Linked DNA regions of Mus musculus: all the other regions are linked to region 3. Evidence: chromatin contacts called from public HiChIP or PLAC-seq and promoter capture Hi-C data. All regions are on one chromosome and are shown on one strand. The core of a region is the stretch at or near the end of the contact, and the rest is flanking DNA. Distances in the headings are between cores, read along the strand shown. Region 1 holds the start of Vps28 (vacuolar protein sorting 28). Region 2 holds the start of Slc52a2 (solute carrier protein 52, member 2). Region 3 holds the start of Zfp623 (zinc finger protein 623). Region 4 holds the start of C030006K11Rik (RIKEN cDNA C030006K11 gene). Region 5 holds the start of Ppp1r16a (protein phosphatase 1, regulatory subunit 16A). Region 6 holds the start of Cpsf1 (cleavage and polyadenylation specific factor 1).

The links. Promoter capture Hi-C pulls out the DNA fragments that hold promoters and counts their contacts. HiChIP or PLAC-seq counts read pairs in DNA pulled down with a chosen protein or histone mark. Capture Hi-C pulls out chosen DNA fragments and counts their contacts.
Region 1: an H3K27ac HiChIP or PLAC-seq map of stem cell-derived neural progenitor cells shows a contact between it and region 3, with 3 times the contacts expected there. The contact joins the promoter of Vps28 here to the promoter of Zfp623 in region 3. A contact is called at or near these places in 1 of 39 promoter capture datasets (liver), 1 of 115 datasets of contacts at active chromatin or transcription factors (stem cell-derived neural progenitor cells) and 1 of 9 other capture datasets (liver).
Region 2: a contact with region 3 is called in an H3K27ac HiChIP or PLAC-seq map of microglia, with 4 times the contacts expected there. The contact joins the promoter of Slc52a2 here to the promoter of Zfp623 in region 3. A contact is called at or near these places in 2 of 115 datasets of contacts at active chromatin or transcription factors (bone marrow-derived macrophages and microglia).
Region 4: a contact with region 3 is called in a promoter capture Hi-C map of liver, with 2.2 times the contacts expected there. The contact joins the promoter of C030006K11Rik here to the promoter of Zfp623 in region 3. A contact is called at or near these places in 2 of 39 promoter capture datasets (liver and pre-B cells), 1 of 115 datasets of contacts at active chromatin or transcription factors (memory CD8 T cells) and 2 of 9 other capture datasets (adipose tissue and liver).
Region 5: a promoter capture Hi-C map of liver shows a contact between it and region 3, with 4 times the contacts expected there. The contact joins the promoter of Ppp1r16a here to the promoter of Zfp623 in region 3. A contact is called at or near these places in 2 of 39 promoter capture datasets (both in liver) and 1 of 115 datasets of contacts at active chromatin or transcription factors (bone marrow-derived macrophages).
Region 6: a contact with region 3 is called in an HNF4G HiChIP or PLAC-seq map of pancreatic cancer cells. The contact joins the promoter of Cpsf1 here to the promoter of Zfp623 in region 3. A contact is called at or near these places in 2 of 39 promoter capture datasets (embryonic stem cells and liver) and 1 of 115 datasets of contacts at active chromatin or transcription factors (pancreatic cancer cells).

What each region holds. Positions count from the first base shown.
Region 1 is chr15:76,624,808-76,627,507 of GRCm38.p6, reverse strand. Vps28 (vacuolar protein sorting 28) reads left to right here and starts at 1,424. Exons shown (of 10, transcript NM_025842.4): 1 at 1,424-1,519; 2 at 2,303-2,374. The coding sequence starts at 2,338. Tonsl (tonsoku-like, DNA repair protein) reads left to right here. Exons shown (of 26, transcript NM_183091.3): 26 at 1,026-1,271. The coding sequence ends at 1,207.
Region 2 is chr15:76,537,451-76,540,317 of GRCm38.p6, reverse strand. It overlaps Slc52a2 (solute carrier protein 52, member 2), which reads right to left and starts at 1,488. Exons shown (of 5, transcript NM_029643.4): 1 at 1,123-1,488; 2 at 716-935; 3 at 1-624. The coding sequence starts at 845. Fbxl6 (F-box and leucine-rich repeat protein 6) reads left to right here and starts at 1,572. Exons shown (of 9, transcript NM_013909.2): 1 at 1,572-1,993; 2 at 2,243-2,401; 3 at 2,532-2,595. The coding sequence starts at 1,602.
Region 3 is chr15:75,939,684-75,942,383 of GRCm38.p6, reverse strand. It overlaps Zfp623 (zinc finger protein 623), which reads right to left and starts at 1,432. Exons shown (of 2, transcript NM_030199.3): 1 at 1,225-1,432.
Region 4 is chr15:76,722,468-76,725,167 of GRCm38.p6, reverse strand. It overlaps C030006K11Rik (RIKEN cDNA C030006K11 gene), which reads left to right and starts at 1,323. Exons shown (of 3, transcript NM_145472.2): 1 at 1,323-1,513; 2 at 1,949-1,997; 3 at 2,185-2,700. The coding sequence starts at 1,352. The coding sequence ends at 2,630. It overlaps Arhgap39 (Rho GTPase activating protein 39), which reads left to right. Exons shown (of 12, transcript NM_001168288.2): 12 at 1-1,183. The coding sequence ends at 186.
Region 5 is chr15:76,670,333-76,673,032 of GRCm38.p6, reverse strand. It overlaps Ppp1r16a (protein phosphatase 1, regulatory subunit 16A), which reads right to left and starts at 1,390. Exons shown (of 12, transcript NM_001358933.1): 1 at 1,271-1,390. It also overlaps a transcript of Foxh1 not described here.
Region 6 is chr15:76,606,220-76,608,919 of GRCm38.p6, reverse strand. It overlaps Cpsf1 (cleavage and polyadenylation specific factor 1), which reads left to right and starts at 1,329. Exons shown (of 37, transcript NM_053193.2): 1 at 1,329-1,585. The coding sequence starts at 1,442.

The sequences.
Region 1 (2,700 bases), core at 175-2,674, 690 kb before region 3:
TTACTTACAGGGGGAACCCATGGGTTAGTTCACCATAAAAACTCAACAGTGACCAGAGAGAACATATATCCAAACTTTGTAAGAGAACATATATCAAAACTTCTTTGGGGGCCACTGACTGACTGGCCTGGCAAACATTTTCCAACTCCACCTTTATAGACAGACCTCTGAAACAATGCACATTGCTTCTTTAAAGTGACATTTTTCAGATACACATGCACACCCCCTCACAGCCTAGGCAGCTCCTCGGGTATTCTTAAAATGATCATGAAGATTTGAACCTCCTTTTGGAGTGGCAAATTGTTTGTTGTTTTTTGAGACAGGGTGTCTCTGTGTAGTCCTGGCTGTTCTGGAGCTCTGTAAAGTTTCCTCTCTACCTGGAGAGGACTGAGATTAAAGGCGGATGCCACCAGGGCAGGCATGATTTGGACCTTTTGTTTTTGCGGGGTTTTCTGGGTCAGGAGGGTAGCAAATCATTGTTACTTGCAGAAAACCTTATTTCCTCATTCCTGTCCACCAGTCAGTGATCCAAGTTCCGCTTAAGGGGTGCTTGCTCTCTCAACCTGCCCCCCTCCCTCCTTCCTTGCCTTATCTACTAATAAGCTAGCTTGTCCCGTTACACCAACGCACTCTCCACCTTATAAGTGTGCCTGATGGCCTGGCCTGCCACTGCCTTGCCCAGCTGAGATTTGAGGGTGGCAGCCTTTCCCCCTGGAGGATAAAAACTGAGCACAGGGGAGTCCCTGGGTTTTTCCTGTATCTCACCCCCTCTTCCCAACACAATGGTATTTCTGGCAGCTGTGCGCTTCATCCAGTTCCCTGACAACCTTGAGCCTACTGGGATCTCTGACTTGATCAAGGCCTGGCATTCACTAGCCTCCAGAGATCCGAGGGCCCACAGTATACAGATATATTGAGTCCTTTTTATGATGGGACAAGCCAAAATGTAGGCTCCGAGGTACAACATAAGCACTATGCCTCCTGTGGGTGTGTAAGTTAAACCTACCTCCTCCTCACCCCCACAGGCTGCTCTATTCAAGGGCCGCTGAACTCTGACCTCTGGGACAAGATCTTCGTGCAGTTGCAGGAGTTGCAACTGTGCACCAAAGACCTGAGCACCAAAGACCGAGACTCGGTGTGTCAGAGACTGCCAGAGGGTGCGTGCACAATGGACCAAAGTTCCAAGCTCTTCTTTAAATGCCTCTGATCCTAGTCCTGCCGTTTCCTCCAGAAGAAAAAGAAAAACCTTAATAAACTATGCTGCTATCTCATTTGTGTCAGCTCTCTGCGAAAAGGGTGGGCGATGTGAGCTGTAAAAGCCTTGACAGGCGGAGCTACTCCAGAGCGCAAGCTCAGGCAAAAAAAGCCGAGTGCCGATCAATGGATTTGGCTTGCTATGTGCGTAGGCTCAAGGTTAGAGGATGAGTGCCGAGCTGCCGATCGGGTTTCCCGGCAGGCGCAGGCGGAAAAAGCGAGCACCGAGCTTCTGTCGCCATCTCCGGGACTCCAAACGCCCCAGGTACACAGCGGCGGTGGCCGGGTCCCCTCTTCATAGGAACCCTTTGGTCTAGGTGTCCCGGTCCCGTCTCCTCTGGGGCTCAGCGGCCCTTGCCGCGCGGCCAGTGTCTCAGTAGGTGATGGGCGCTGTCAAGTGGCATTGCTGGTCCACAGTTCAGGTTCCCCTGTCTGTGAGGGTACCCACCTTTCTTCTGCGACTCCGCCGGCTATTCCTAGCTCCTGCGACCTCGGTAGCTCTCGCTGCTCCTCAAGCCACTCCATCTCAGTTTGACCATCTTCCTTGAACATTTGTTTTCACCCCATTTCAAATCCTGAGGCGTGTCTGGGCTGGCTTCCTTATTAGACAGGACCTATCCTGGGCCTTGCCTCCGCCACTTTGCCGCATCAACCAATAAGCTTGCCCTTATTCATTTCTCCAGTATCTCCCACAGATTAGGGTAAAACCTACCTCCACACTTTCCCTCACACACAGAAAGCCCCGGACACCTAGTCTCAGTTCATTTCCACTGAAAGATGTTGCAACAATGCCCTTCCCCTGTGCCCAAGATGCTGCCCCAGTTCTAACAGCTACTCTTCCCTACCCTAACCCAGCTAACAGGCAGGACTCCCATGGCACTCGATGTTCATCCTCAAAGCCTGACATGACATTCCCCCATGACAGTCCTTTAGCATCCTGTGCCGTTCCTGTAGAGAGCAGGAAAGCTGTTCACAACGCTCTGATCTCCAGAGCCCAGTTCTTAAGGTGTAAGGGGACCCTTGAGTTAGTGTTGGCTCTGCTTTCCAGGTCTCTTGTGCTGTATAGCTGCCTGGGCCTGCAGGATGTTCCACGGGATCCCAGCTACTCCTGGTGTTGGAGGTGAGTGTAGGCTAAACTGGGAGGAAGGGGAGGAGCCAAGGCTTTCCCTGTTGCAGGGGCTGTTGGGAAAGGACCACACTGCTACGTCCATCCCGTAGTCATTAGGCCCTGGGTAATGACTAGGGCCAGAATTATTTCTGGTGGGAATCTGAGGGCCCCTGCAATACCCTGCTGGGGAGCGAGAATATACTCCAATGTGGTCAGAACCTCTGGCATCCTGAGCAACTCTGGGTCTCCAACTGCATGTGTGAAGCATCTGACAGGCTTTTATTTGTACCAAGTTGTGGTTCTGTGTACAAACTACAGTCATGTTGGCGGGGGAAGAG
Region 2 (2,867 bases), core at 239-2,738, 600 kb before region 3:
CCTCTTCCTCTTCCTCTTCCTCCTCTGTTCCTGGTGTTTCTACCCGAAGCCCTGTACCTGTTGTGGGTTCAGATGTCGGGGATGGCAGTAGTAACAGGAGGCCTTGGAAGGCAGCTGCTGAAGTGCCCAGAAGGGCAGTCAACACCCAGAAGAACGTGGTGGCAGAAAACCGTTCAGGGAAATTAATGGGAGACACCTCGATCGGAGGCCCAGTGGTCCTGTTGGCAGGCACATGCAGGCACTCAAGGCGGCCCACCCCTTGACCCAGGGCTAGCACACAGGGCAGGAGGGCACTCAGGCCCTGACCCAGGAAGAAAGACCGTAAAAAGGGGGGTGGGAGGTGGCTCAAGAAGGGCAGGAAAGTGACATTAGAAGCACAGCAGGCCAATGCCAGCACAAACGCCAGCGTTAGGAAGGCCACTGAGTACGGCTTTCCTGCCACTGGGGCCACGTGGTTCCACAGAGAGGCCAGTAGGCCTGTGCCCACTATGCCTAGCCCCTGAACCACTCGGATGGGGACTTGCTCGCCCTTGCCGCGAGCCAGACGCCTCCACAGAGTCACCAGCAGCAGACCCAGGTTTCCCAGCGCCACAAGCACAGAGAGGTAGGAAGGGAGGCTCCAACCTGCAGTGGAAGGAGGAGATAGTGTAAAGGCACCAGGCTAAGGAACGAAGAGCAGCAACAGCAGCAGCCTACCTCCGCCCACTTCACTCACCCTCCGGGAGCTCTTTCACCACTACCGGCAGCTCTACCCAGATCCCGTTGACAGCAGCCCAGGAGCCCATGCCGAAAAGGGCCACCAGCAGATGGGTCAGCACCAGTCGGCCCAGCGGAGGTGCTGCCATTAGGTCAAAGGTCAAAGCGGGCCCTCCAGGACAAAGCGAAGGTAACAGTCCGCCCTTTTCCCACGTAGATCCAAAGCTTCTCTAACTATTCTAGAGAAAAAAAGAGTCAAGCTTTTTCACCTGGACGGAGACAAAAAACAAACCAAAACAAACCAAAACAAAACAAACAAACAAACAAAAAAACATGCGAGTGGGCAGAGTCAGGGTCTGAGGTGGCCAGATTGCAAAACCAAGGCACCTGGAGGGAGGCGGCGGATAGATCAGGAGCTGCACCTACCATGGAGCCTGCACCGGGACCCTTCTGTACAAGACTGGCAAGCGGGGGAGCGAGAAGCTGGCTTAAAGCATGGTTCCGGGGAGGAAGATGAGCGAAAGAGCCAGTCCTTGATGCTTGCGGAGGACCAAGTCTTGGCGCGGCTAAACCAGACTGGATGACAGCTAACTTCAGGCAGCCGGCGTGGATCGGCAAGAGGTGTGGCTGGCTGACTTGATTCGATTCTGGGCTCCTCGGCTGAGTGCGGTGCATCAGGGGCGTGGGGCCGGAGCAGCCCGCCCAGCCCCGGGAGCACGCCACTTAGCCCGGAAGGCAGCCAAACCCCAGCCAAAGGGTTGTAGTAAGACGCCGGCTAATGCGCTAGACTGCGGCGGAAGTCCCACCCCCGGAAGCTAAGTGTAGTGTAAAGGAGTGAGCTAAGGGGCCACGCCCCTTCCTCTCTGCCCACCCACCTTCCGCTTTTAGTTCAGCTCCCGGGGGCTATGGCTCCCGTGGCCTCTAGGCGAGTTAGACGTCGAGTTCGAAGCTCCAAGCGGCCCGATGCGCGGGGCCGCTCGGCGGAGGACTGGTGGTGGGACCGCCTGGCACCTCGCGGCTCTGGGTACCACCTGCTGCAAGCGGACAGCATGTTGCTCGTGCTGCCGGACCTGGAGCCTCCCCGCGCTCGTGCGCACCGGCGCGCCCGTCGCCGCGCTCCGAGGTCACTGGCTCGTGGCCCCACGGCTGTCGCCAAGCCCAGGACCAAACCCCGACCGGAGCCGTCGCTCGATCAGGGCCTGGACTCTGGTTGGGGAGACCGTATTCCCTTAGAAGTCCTGGTGCATATTTTCGGGTTGTTGGTTGCGGCTCATGGGCCCATGCCGTTTCTTGGCAGGTACACCAACAGCGCCTGCCGCGGTAGAGACTGGCGCACTGAGCGGGTGCTGCAGAGCAGAGGGCAGAGCAGGCATCACATCGGGCGAACACAAGTGCTCCGGCACCTGTCTTCACTTAGAGCTCAAAGCCTAGCACTGAGAACGGGCGACGGCAGGCTTTAAGACCGCTGCGCTGCTCCTAAAACACTCCATTGTAGGCATTACCCGCAAAAGGCCACGCACTCTCAGCAAACTTTTTCTTCTCCTAGGGCTGCACGCGTTTGCCGTCACTGGCACGAAGCCACCTCCCATCCTTCACTCTGGCATACTGTGACCCTGTCACCCTCGCTGGTTGGCCGGGCTGGCAAGGGCAACCTTAAGGGAGAGAAGAAGCTCCTTGCTTGCCTGGAGTGGCTCGTACCCAATCGGTGAGGGCTCCTTGTCATCTTACTGTCTGTTGTCTTCCCTGCATCCGCGTTGAGTAGGGGAGGATTCTGTCCAGAAGGGGGCAGCGTAAGGACAAGAGCACAACTACAGCCGGGCCTTGCTGTCGCCCAGGTTCTCTCAGCTCCAGAGCTTGACCCTCATCCACTGGAAGTCTCAAGTACACTCTGTGTTGGAGGTAAGAGCTGGAGACTGCCCTGCACACAAGCTGTCACGTTTGAGTGGTCTACTATGGGGAGGGTGCCCTGGTGGTGTACCACAGAGTTGTCTGCCTGCCTGCTCAGTTTCGTCTTGCTGACATCTTAGGAAATTGCTGGAGGAGACAGCAATTTCCATGTAGGCCTGGCGTGGACAGAATGGAGTCATAGCTGGGACTATAGGATAGGCTTGTCATGACTACCAGTGTCCCTGTAGATAGACCTTTACCTGCCCTCCACAACCCTGGATGGT
Region 3 (2,700 bases), core at 183-2,682:
CCATTTTCCATAAGCCAACAGAGCAGTCAGAGGGCTCTGTGATTTACTTCAGAGACACCACTTTGTTCTAGCCCACTGCTTCTCTGGCATCCCGTCCACTTCCAGATCAGACCATAAGTCTTGTAGGGGAGTGGGGGTACTTTCCCAGGTCTACCCTCTCTCTATATCATCCTCCAACGCATTCCAGAACCAGAAATCCACCCCCAAGGCTCCAGGAGTGTCCATAGCTGCATGTGTTGGCTTGTGAGGTTTCTCTATACCTCCCATATGAAAAAAGAATGCCATCATTATGCCAAGTATTAAAACAGATACAATGCCACATCCGTGACAGGAACAAAGGTCTGCTCTCTGCCTTAAAACTTGATGTGTATATGTTTGTTTGTGTGTGTGTGTGTGTGTGTGTGTGTGTGTGTGTGCGCGCGCGCGCGCGAGGGGCATGGGGAGTCTGATTTCTTCGTGATCAGAAGACATTTGTTTCTTTCATTGTAATGGGTCTCAAAGGAACGATGTCTAGAAGAGCACAGGGCGATTGTGAATATCAGCTCTCCACCTGGAAAACTACTTGAGTTTAGAACTGTTCTTCTGCTAATATCCCGGGAAACCTCTAGCATAGCACTCAAGCCCTGGGGACTCCTGGACCACGGTGGGGCCGGGTGCAAAGAGGACTAAATGTCCCTGGCATTATCACAGAGATGTCATAGACGTTGACTCAGACACTTCATGGAATAGAACAGCTTGTATGACACCTCACCCCACCTAAGAATCCTCCTTCATGACATACGGAGCTGATTCTGTCCAACACACATATTATCTTCAACCCCTGAAGCACTGGGGTGCCTGCACTGCATCCCCTCGGACAGAGGCCGAAAGGACTGAGGGAAGGCAGAAGGCAGGAGGGCAAGGTCCAAGCCGAAGAGCAGCGTGGCGCGCACCTGCATTCCATCACCTGAGCGGCTTAGCCTTCAAGCAGCCATCCGGGGGCCCGACCTGCAGGCGCCGAGGCCGAGTGTGCAACCCTCGAGGGCCTCGATGTCTGCGGACGATCGGTCCATGCATCTACCGCCCGCAGCTCGGCGAGGAGACGCAAGGCTCCGGCCCGAACCAAGCGAGGAGCTACGGACAGAGGCCAAAGCGAAGTGCAGCCGGCCCGGGACACCAACCAACTCGCTGAGCCCCGCCGGTCACGAGCCCGCCCACCCGCGCGAGCCGCTCCGCCTCACTCACCCGGAGCTCGGCGGCGAGAGGACGGCGCGGAACCAAGCCGAGCAGCATCCAGGCGGGTAACCCCGGGCGGCCACAAAGCCCGCACCGCTGCCGCACGCCCCGGCCGGAAACTGCCCGAGGCTCCGCCCGGAGGACATCCGTAGGCACTCTAGGATAAGAATGGGGGCCGGGGCCGTCTCCCTGTCACAGACTTCCGGGCCAGATTCCTGCGGTCAGCCGGAGGACCCAGTGCGCAGACGCGGTGGCTGAGAGCCCTGTTTGCGCACGTGGGTGTGGGATTAGCGGCGAAGCTAGGCAGTAGATGTCGTCAGACTTCCCTGGAAGAGCTGGGAAAGGCAGGCTCTTTAGAGAGCTTTTAGTAAAGATTTCTTGTTGGTTGTTAGTGATGGTTCTGTATGTAGCTTTTGGTTTTAGCTTTGAGCGTTTAGAACATCTTTATCATTATCTTATGTGTGTATGCCTATGGTGGAAAGACAACTTTGAGCCGCTGTGCCTATGACACAACATCTTTGTAATAAACCACTGGAGACTCAGAGTAGTGAAATCGAGGCAGTTTATTTTACAACTTTGCAAAGTCAGGTGTGAGCCTAGAATGCCAAGCTCACTCACTGATGGAGGCAGAACTTTATTTTATTGTGTGTTTTAGTGTTTTGCATGTGTGTATGTCTGTTCACCATATGTGTGCTTGGTGCTCCTGGAGGCCAGAAGAGGGCATTATATTCTCCTGGAAATGGGATTATAGACACAGTTCTTAGCTGCCATGTGGGTGCTGGAAATCAAACCAGGATCCTTTGGAAGAGCACCAACCAACTGCTTGATCTTAACCCCAAGGAATCTCTTCAGCCTCGTGGAAGGTACAACCTTAAGAGTCATCTAGGTCTTAACAAAAAAAAAAAAAAAATTGTGTGGGTTTATCTCTATATTTTATATCCTGTTTTTAAAAAATCTGCCACTGAAACTGCACAGTGCCAAGCCTCAGCTGCCCTCCATGAACTGTTCATGTCTTCAAAACCAGTAAGTACCACCTGGGTGACTCTTATGCTACCAAGTTCAGCTGCCAGCATGAGGGACAACCTTGGCTGCTTCTGGAACACAGCTTCTGTGTAGCTCTTAGGAAATACTTAGAAAGTTTTTACCTCAATGATGCTAGTTTCTTCTTAATCACTACTAATTCTTCAGCTGTAGCTGACCAGCATCGAGTATCACAGCAAAGCAAAGGTTTCACTTTAGTAGTCCTGGTATCTTGTTCATTACAGCTGATTCTTCAGCCTCAGCTAACCTGAATCCCAGAATCTTTTTTTTTCCATTTTTTATTAGGTATTTAGCTCATTTACATTTCCAATGCTATACCAAAAGTCCCCATACCCCCCCCCACTCCCCTACCCACCCACTCCCCCTTTTTGGCCCTGGCATTCCCCTGTACTGGGGCATATAAAGTTTGCAAGTCCAATGGGCCTCTCTTTGCAGTGATGGCCG
Region 4 (2,700 bases), core at 74-2,573, 780 kb before region 3:
CAGCCAGCCAACGTAGCCATCACCAAAATGGACGTCAGCAACCTGGCTATGGTGATGGCACCCAACTGCCTGCGCTGCCAGTCGGATGATCCTCGCGTCATCTTCGAGAATACACGAAAGGAGATGTCCTTCCTTCGAGTGCTCATTCAGCATTTAGATACCAGCTTCATGGAGGGCGTGCTATAGCACGCGGGCTATGGACGCCTGCTAGGGTGACACCCGGGAAGGTGGGAGGGAAGGCCCCAGCGCGAGGCAGCATGCCAGGCCCCGCCAGACGCCGGCCCCGCCCTAGGCCCTCCCGGGGCCAAGCAGCCGCGCCATATCTCGCGGCCAGTTCCTGCAGGTACCGGCTCGCCCTGCCAGTCGCAAGCCAGCCCCGAGAAGTGCCTTCTGTTTCCCGGAGCCGAGCGACACTGCCCTCCTGGTCGGCTGAAGCACATACCGCGTTGCTCAGGGCAACAGGACCTTGTCCCCTCTTCAGGGCAATCCTCCACCAAGGCACTCTCGCCCTGATCCCTCCCACCCTAGTCTAGGGGCCTCTGGCTGGGGCCAGAAGGAGAGTTAGAGGCGTTCTGGAGAGCTGTGCTGGCCACTACTAGGACTTGGCTCCGTCGGCTCGATGCCTAATAGGTCTTTGTGCAAGGGGAGGCCCCAAACCAAAGCCCTCTGGGTTAGGGCCAGGGCTAGGCAGGCTTTCTTGGGGCGGGTGAGGGAGGGCGAGAGGTTTTTTGTTTTTTGACTACAGAATCTATCCGATACCCAGCCTACTTGTGTATAAAGATATAAATAGAACGACAGAACTAAGTTTGCTAAGGACATAGTTTTAACCAGATGCTATTTAGCTCTTGAACTGCCATTGCGGTCCTCGCGCTGAGCAAGTTAGCACCACCCTCCTTTGACCTCGCGGCCTCTGACCAAACTCCACACACGGGCGGCGCGTGGATGAGACCTGCCTGGACTCGTTTGCGTTTTCCATTCTGGAATCTGAGTTCCAACAGTTGTCAAACTTCATTTCTCCTGTTTATATATATATATTTTTAGAGTTTTTATTTATTAAAAACAAAAGTCCCGTCATGCGGAGGTCCTGGCCTCTCTCTCCAGGGCCTCTCGGCCGCAGGCGCTCCCTCGTACGTGTGGCTCGAGGGGACAGTGCTCCGTGTGAATAAAGTTCAAGTGCACACTCGCTGATTGTGTTTCTTTCAGGTTACTTCTGACAAGGGGGCGGGGGAGTCCACGTCTGGCAGCTACTTCCGGGGGCGGGATAGACAGCTCCGCCCCTCCGAGCACGTGTTGCCGGCGGAACCCAAAGCCCCAGGCACAACACTGTGTGATCCGCTTCCGGTGTGGAAGAATGTGGCCGCCTAGTGGGGCAGTGCGTAACTTGGCTCTAGTCTTGGCGAGGTCGCAGAGAGCTCGGACCTGCAGTGGGGTCGAGCGTGTCTCCTACACACAGGGTCAAAGCCCGGAGCCCAGAACCCGCGAGTATTTCTACTATGTGGATCACCAAGGCCAGGTGTGCCTGGCGTGTGACAGAGGGAGGAGACCTGAGGGGACTGCGGAATCCATCGGCACCGGGTGGGGAGTAGTTCTAGAGGCGAGACCTGGGATAGGTGCTACGCGTGGCTTTGAACCTTTCAAAGCCCAGGCTGGAAGAGTTAATTCCGGGGCCTTCCGCTTTCACCGCATCGTAATCCCGCGCACACTAGCCTGTCCTAGCAGCAGTCCCAGAGCCGAGTGCTTGCTCGCGATTGCTAGGGACAAGCGGCTGTCAAACCTGCTGTAGAAAAAGGGGTGAGGGCTGCAACCCTGGAAACCTGTCTGTAGATGTGGGGAGAGTCCGCAGGGCCCTTCCACATGCCCCCCTGAACACATTAGACAGAAAAGCAAGGACAGCGAACACCACCGGCTTTCTTGCCAGGACTTACTGTCCACTGTGTCCCTTCTGCAGCTTTTCCTAGATGACTCCAAAATGAAGAACTTTATCACCTGCTTCAAAGGTATTGCTTACTGCACTGCTCCCTCGTGTCTCTCTCTACCCTTCAGGGCCTCGGCTCCCCGACTCTGAGGGAAGGCACCATCCACGAGGGGGGGCCGCTGTCTCGTGCCAGTGCTGGTATTCCCAGGAAAAGGAGCGTGTCGGGGAAGCTGGGTCACCGAGCATGATCGTGCCTTTTGTTCCCACAGACCTGCAGTTCCTGGTCACTTTCTTCTCCCGTCTGAGACCCAACCACAGCGGGCGCTACGAGGCTTCCTTCCCCTTCCTCTCGCTTTGCGGCAGAGAGCGTAACTTCCTGCGCTGTGAAGACCGGCCAGTGGTCTTCACGCACCTCCTGGCTTCCGACAGCGAGTCACCTCGTCTCTCCTACTGTGGCGGTGGCGAGGCGCTGGCGATACCCTTCGAGCCGGCTCGCTTGCTACCCCTGGCGGCCAATGGGCGCCTGTACCACCCGGCCCCGGAGCGCGCAGGCGGTGTGGGTCTAGTGCGCTCGGCCCTGGCCTTCGAGCTCAGCGCTTGCTTCGAGTATGGGCCTAGCTCCCCTACGGTCCCCTCTCACGTACACTGGCAAGGTCGCCGCATCGCCCTAACTATGGATCTGGCCCCGCTGCTGCCCGCTGCCCCGCCGCCCTGAGACTCCAGCTGGGGCTGTGTGGGGAGGGTTAGAGCAAACTCTGGGTTTTGTAGTACTCGCAGGTTACCCC
Region 5 (2,700 bases), core at 141-2,640, 730 kb before region 3:
CTGGTGAGATGCCTCAGAGCTTGAGAGCACAGGTGGCTGCTTTTCCAGAGCACCAGGATTTAGTTCCCAGTAACCACAGGGTGGCTCACAACTACAAAATGACAGTTCCAGGAGATCCACAAAGATATCCTCTAACCACTTACACGTGGATCATGGCATGTACCCACCCCAAAACGATAAATAAATAAATAATACTTAAAAGAATTATTCCTTAAAAAAAAAAAAAAAGAGGCGGGGAATAGGAAGGCCTGAGCCAACAGGGAAGGAAGTCAAACCAGGCCTTAGGAGAGGAAAACCCTCCCCGCCTCCCGCCCCCCCCCCCCAAAAAAAACCTCCTTGGGCAAAAACTAGCAACAGAGGCAGACTAGCAGCCCTTGAGAGACCTGAAAGTCCCATCACCATGACAACATGAAGCCAGCGGGTTAGGGCAGGTCTCATTAGGCCTCCAGTCCCTCAACCCAACCGGCTCTCATGCTGAGCTAGTGGCAGCTTTGGTTTCCATGAAGTGAATCAGGTGGCCTTCTAAAGAGCCAGGGTGTTTAAAGCAAGACAAAGCCTCCAAAGAAAACCCCAATCCTATAAGGGAAGACCTAGGGAGCAAAGACACCCAAGAGGGCTCACTGAGGTCTGCCCTCTCGCCTCTACCTTCACCACCCAAGTAAGGATATGGAAGAAAAGTGGAGCAGTCAGGAGTCAGCTAACTTTGCTCTACCTCCCAAGCCAATACACACTTCTCTTCTGCACCCGTAATAATTAATCCTCCTTGTCTCTAGCCTCTAGCACTGGTTCCGTCAGGAACCCAAAGGAGCCCAAACAGTTTTCACAAGCTCATTTACATTCCTCTCCCAACCACAATCCAGGAGGCACAGCCTCCAGAAAAGGGGCACTTGAAGCCGTAAGAGGCTCTAGAGTGTGCTTTGACTGAACACCAAAGCCCACATGAAGCACAGGAAAGTCCCTTCGCGGTCCTAAGGTCAGAATGAAGACTGTCGATGGATTTGCCCGACCAACAGGTTGCAAGAACTTCCTTCACTGATAGGTTTCACAAAAACAAAAACAAAAACTAACAACAACAAAAACCCACCCTCCGCTGGCCGCCTCGCTGGCGCCCCTTCTGCAGGCCCCTCACGACCCGCTCCATTGCCGGGCCAGCACCGGGCCGCAGAAGAACCGGCGCTGGCTCACCCGCTATGCCCCGCCCAGCCGTGCTGGGCCTCCCCCGCGTCCCCAGATAGACCCGACCCTCACTCACAATCGCCGGCCTTCTCACCTGGAACCTCCCTGGCCGCTCCCTGAACCCGGCCCGGCCGACCCTGGAGCCCGGCGCTGCTCCAGGCGCCACGGGGGCGGGCCCCGCGCCCATCCTCGCCATGGCAACGCGACACTTCCGGCCCGAGGTGTCCCGAGCGGAAGCCGCGGTGCTGGGCGGGAAGGCTGGGCGGGAAGGCTGGGCTGAGTCGTTTTGCGAGGGCGGGGCCTAAGGAGCGTCCTCCAGGGACAGAGTCATCCACTGTAGATTGACAGGGGCGGGGTCAGCTCCGGTAGCTGATTGGTTGATACTGTGGAAGATTTTTTTTTTTTTTTTAATTCCCGTGCTCTATTCTGTGGTACTAACACCCTGATGTCCGGGGTAGGGCGGGAAGGGCAAATGTTCAGGTGTTCCCGGAAGGGTGATCTTTATTTATCCTATCCTTTGATTAAAGGGTAGGAGTCCCTCGTTGCTCGAAAGAGGATGGGCAGCAGTTTGGGTGATGGTTGGACCCTGGGACACTGTGATCAGGGAGAAGCAGTCCCGATGAGGAGCCTTGAATGTCAGTTCAAGGAGCCAGGCTTTAACTGGAACCAAGGAAGGACCAGTGGAAAGGGAGACCTCAGACTTGCAGGAGAGAATGTCTTCTTTAGTGAATAGGTCTGAGGCCATAGGGATATTTGACAGGTGAGACACAGGAACTCTCAGCTAGAGCTCTGAGGACGAAAAGCAGAGGGGCAGGAGGTGATAGGATTGGGGGTGGGGAGGGGAGACAGATGAGAGCTAAAAGAAGAATCTGAGATAAGATCACAACCCAGCCAGGGGCAGAACTGTCAGAGGAAGTGAAGTCCCACTGTGCTCATCCTCCTTGTGTGTCCCCATTCCCTCCTCCACTCATGACTGTACCTTCCTTGGCACCTGCCAGGGTCTCTGTCCTGTTGATGGTACAATGGGGAGGGGCTTCACAGGAAAAGGTGAATTCTCAAAAGCTTTTAGTGCTCATGAAGGTCTTGGATTGTTGGCTCTGACACCAACCTCTGCCATCAGCGCTCTAATCAGACCCTCAATGCAAAGCTGCCCATTGTAGTAGCCAGGAGAACTTAGAACATAGATGGTGACTGAGCCCAAGAATAGAGCCACCAATTAGATGGCCATGCCTATATGGGCACCTACAACATACTCATGGGAAGATCACTTAAGTCTCTGTATCCTCCTCTTGTTCCTGAGGACAGACTCTATTCCCTTTTTGGTCCAGAAGGTCTGTCAATCTGTATCCCCACCCCCATCAAGTCCTGAGCAGACTCCCCACCTAAGGCTTGACTTTTTTGTTTGTTATTGTTTTTTCTTTTTTCTTTTTTTTTTTTTTTTTGTTTGTTTTTTTGAGACAGGGCTTCTCTGTATAGCCCTGGCTGTCCTGGAACTCACTTTGTAGACCAGGCTGGCCTCAAACT
Region 6 (2,700 bases), core at 80-2,579, 670 kb before region 3:
CATCCGTAATGAGGTCTGACTCCATCTTCTGGTGCGTCTGAAGACAGCTACAGAGTACTTACATATAATAATAAGTAAATCTCTGGGGCTGGAGTAAGCAGAGGTTCTGGGTTCAATTCCCAGCAACCACATGATGGTTCACAACTATCTGTACAGCTATAGTGTATCATATACATAAAATAAATATTTAAAAAATTATGTATATATGTGCCAGCATGTCTGGGCAGCTTTCGTCCCAGGGCTTGGGAGGTAGACTCTGAATTCGAGGCTAGTTGGGTCTACAGAGTTTCAGGACAGCCAGGGCTATGTAGTTGAGACCTCATCTCAAAAATCAAGAAAAAGAAAAAAAAATAATTTCTTTTGCTTGCTTGTTTTTGTTTTTTGTTTTTGTTTTTGTTTTTTTTTAAGAAAAGTTTTCTCTGTATAACCATGGCTGTCCTGGAACTCACTTTGTAGACCAGGCTGGCCTCAAACTCAGAAATCTGCCTGCCTCTGCCTCTGCCTCCCAAGTGTTGGGATTAAAGGCTTACACCACCACTGCCCAGCCAACAAAATACTTTTTAAAAGAGATCTTTTTTTTTAAATTTTATTTTATTTTTATTAGGTATTTTCCTCGTTTACATTTTCAATGCTATCCCAAAAGTCCGCCATACCCACCCCCCCAATCCACTACCCACCCACTCTCCCGTTTTGGCCCTGGGGTTCCCCTGTACTGGGGCATATAAAGTTTGCAAGTCCAATGGGCCTCTCTTTGCAGTGATGGCCAACTAGGCCACCTTTTGATACATATGCAGCTAGAGTCAATTAAAAAGAGATCTTTAGTGTGATACAGGGGTGATCTACCACATCACCTCATCTACAGAGTGGGGTGGCGATATTGCATGTTTCTGTATCCTTTTCCAAGCCTATATACCCTTGTTTTATTTTCTGGGATTTAGCTAATGAGGCAAGTCTTGAAGGGTACAGAACAGAAGGAAGCAGAGGTCCAGCACCCTCCAGCTCTGTGACGAGGCTCATCAGTCCTTTTTTTTTTTCTTTCTTTCTTTCTTGTTTTTTTTTTTCGAGACGGGGTTTCTCTGTGTAGCCCTGGCTGTCCTGGAACTCACTCTGTAGACCAGGCTGGCCTTGAACTCAGAAATATGCCTGCCTCTCTCAAGTGCTGGGATAAAAGGCATGTGCCACCACGCTTGCTCGTCAGTTCTTATCAAGCTAGGCCACTAGGGGCCGCTCTTCGCTCGCAGCCACGGCGCGCAGGCGCAGATGCGAAGCGGCCCGGAACCCTGCTTCTCAACCACCTGGTCCTCTTAGAAGGCGGTCCGGGCAGGAAGCGCAGGCGCAGTACTTCGGAACCCGGTGGCTGGGTTGGCGCGCGCGGCCGGACCGAGTCCGCTGCCGTCCCTGTCCCCCGAGTCGGCGGCTCCGGCGTGACAGTGGCGGCGACATGTACGCGGTGTACAAGCAGGCGCACCCGCCCACCGGGCTGGAGTTTACCATGTACTGCAACTTCTTCAACAACAGTGAGCGCAACCTCGTGGTGGCCGGCACCTCGCAGCTCTATGTGTACCGCCTGAACCGCGACGCCGAGGTAGGCCGTGTCGAGGCAGTGCCGCAGTCATTCGGCAGGTTCCCCAGTGCAGGAGCTGAGGTTTGCCAAGGGTCTTTGGGCCCCAGAGCCAGTTCATCGCTGCCTCGTTGTTTGGCCTCATCCTACCCTGCCCGGACACCTCTGCCCGCGGTCTACTGCTTGTTCTTTGGAGATCGATTTTCAGGAGATTGTTGCACACCTTCCACGAGCTTAGCAGCAAAGACAAGCCAGTGAACCCTTGAGGGCGATGATTCTTTAGGAAGTCAATACTGCCACACACAGACGGCCACAGTGTCTCTCTAGGAGTAAGACCCAATGAAGGAGACTGGGTGTTTCTGTACAAAACAACCAGAGCTCTTTCTGAGATTGAGCAGATTTGTTGTGGAAGAACGTTTCTTCCTAAAGGAGCAAGGCTGGATGTTTCTCGGGGACAGACTATTGTCAGTAGATGTAGTAATGTGGAATGAATTCATCAGTACATTGATAACGGGGGTGTTTTGGTTGCTAGAGAGACAGCAAGCGGTTCAGGAAGCCCTCCCCCCCTCCCCCCAAAAAAAAGGCAATTTCCGTGGCTCTTTAATCCCAGTTCGATCCATTAATCCCAGGTGGAAGCAGACAGATTTCTGGGTGTTCCAGTTTAAACTATTTCCAAGCCATCTAGGGCTACATAGTGAACCTCTTGTCTAAAAACAAAGCAAAAAAGCCAAGAAGGCAGATGCTTTTTTTAAAAAATTAGACTTATTCATATTCATTTGTGTTTGCTTGTATATATGTATGTACACCATATGCATTCTTGGTGTCCATGGAGGTCAGCATTATGGATAGTTGTGCCATCAAGTGGGTCCTCTGTAAGAGCAACAAGTGCTTTTGATGGCTGTGCATTACTGCCAACATGCAGTTTACTGGGGTGGCAGAACTGGACAGGGAAATCTCACCTTCATAGAAGATGTGTTTTAAATAGACAAGGAAGTGTGGGGGAAGTATGTGGGAGTTAGGCAAAGGGGTTTCAAGGAAAGTTAAGTTTTTGTGGTAGAGGCTAAGGGAAGGAGGAAGGAAGGGAAAGAACGGGTAAGAAGTAACAGGGCAGGGCCTCCACAACACACTCTCCAAGCAGG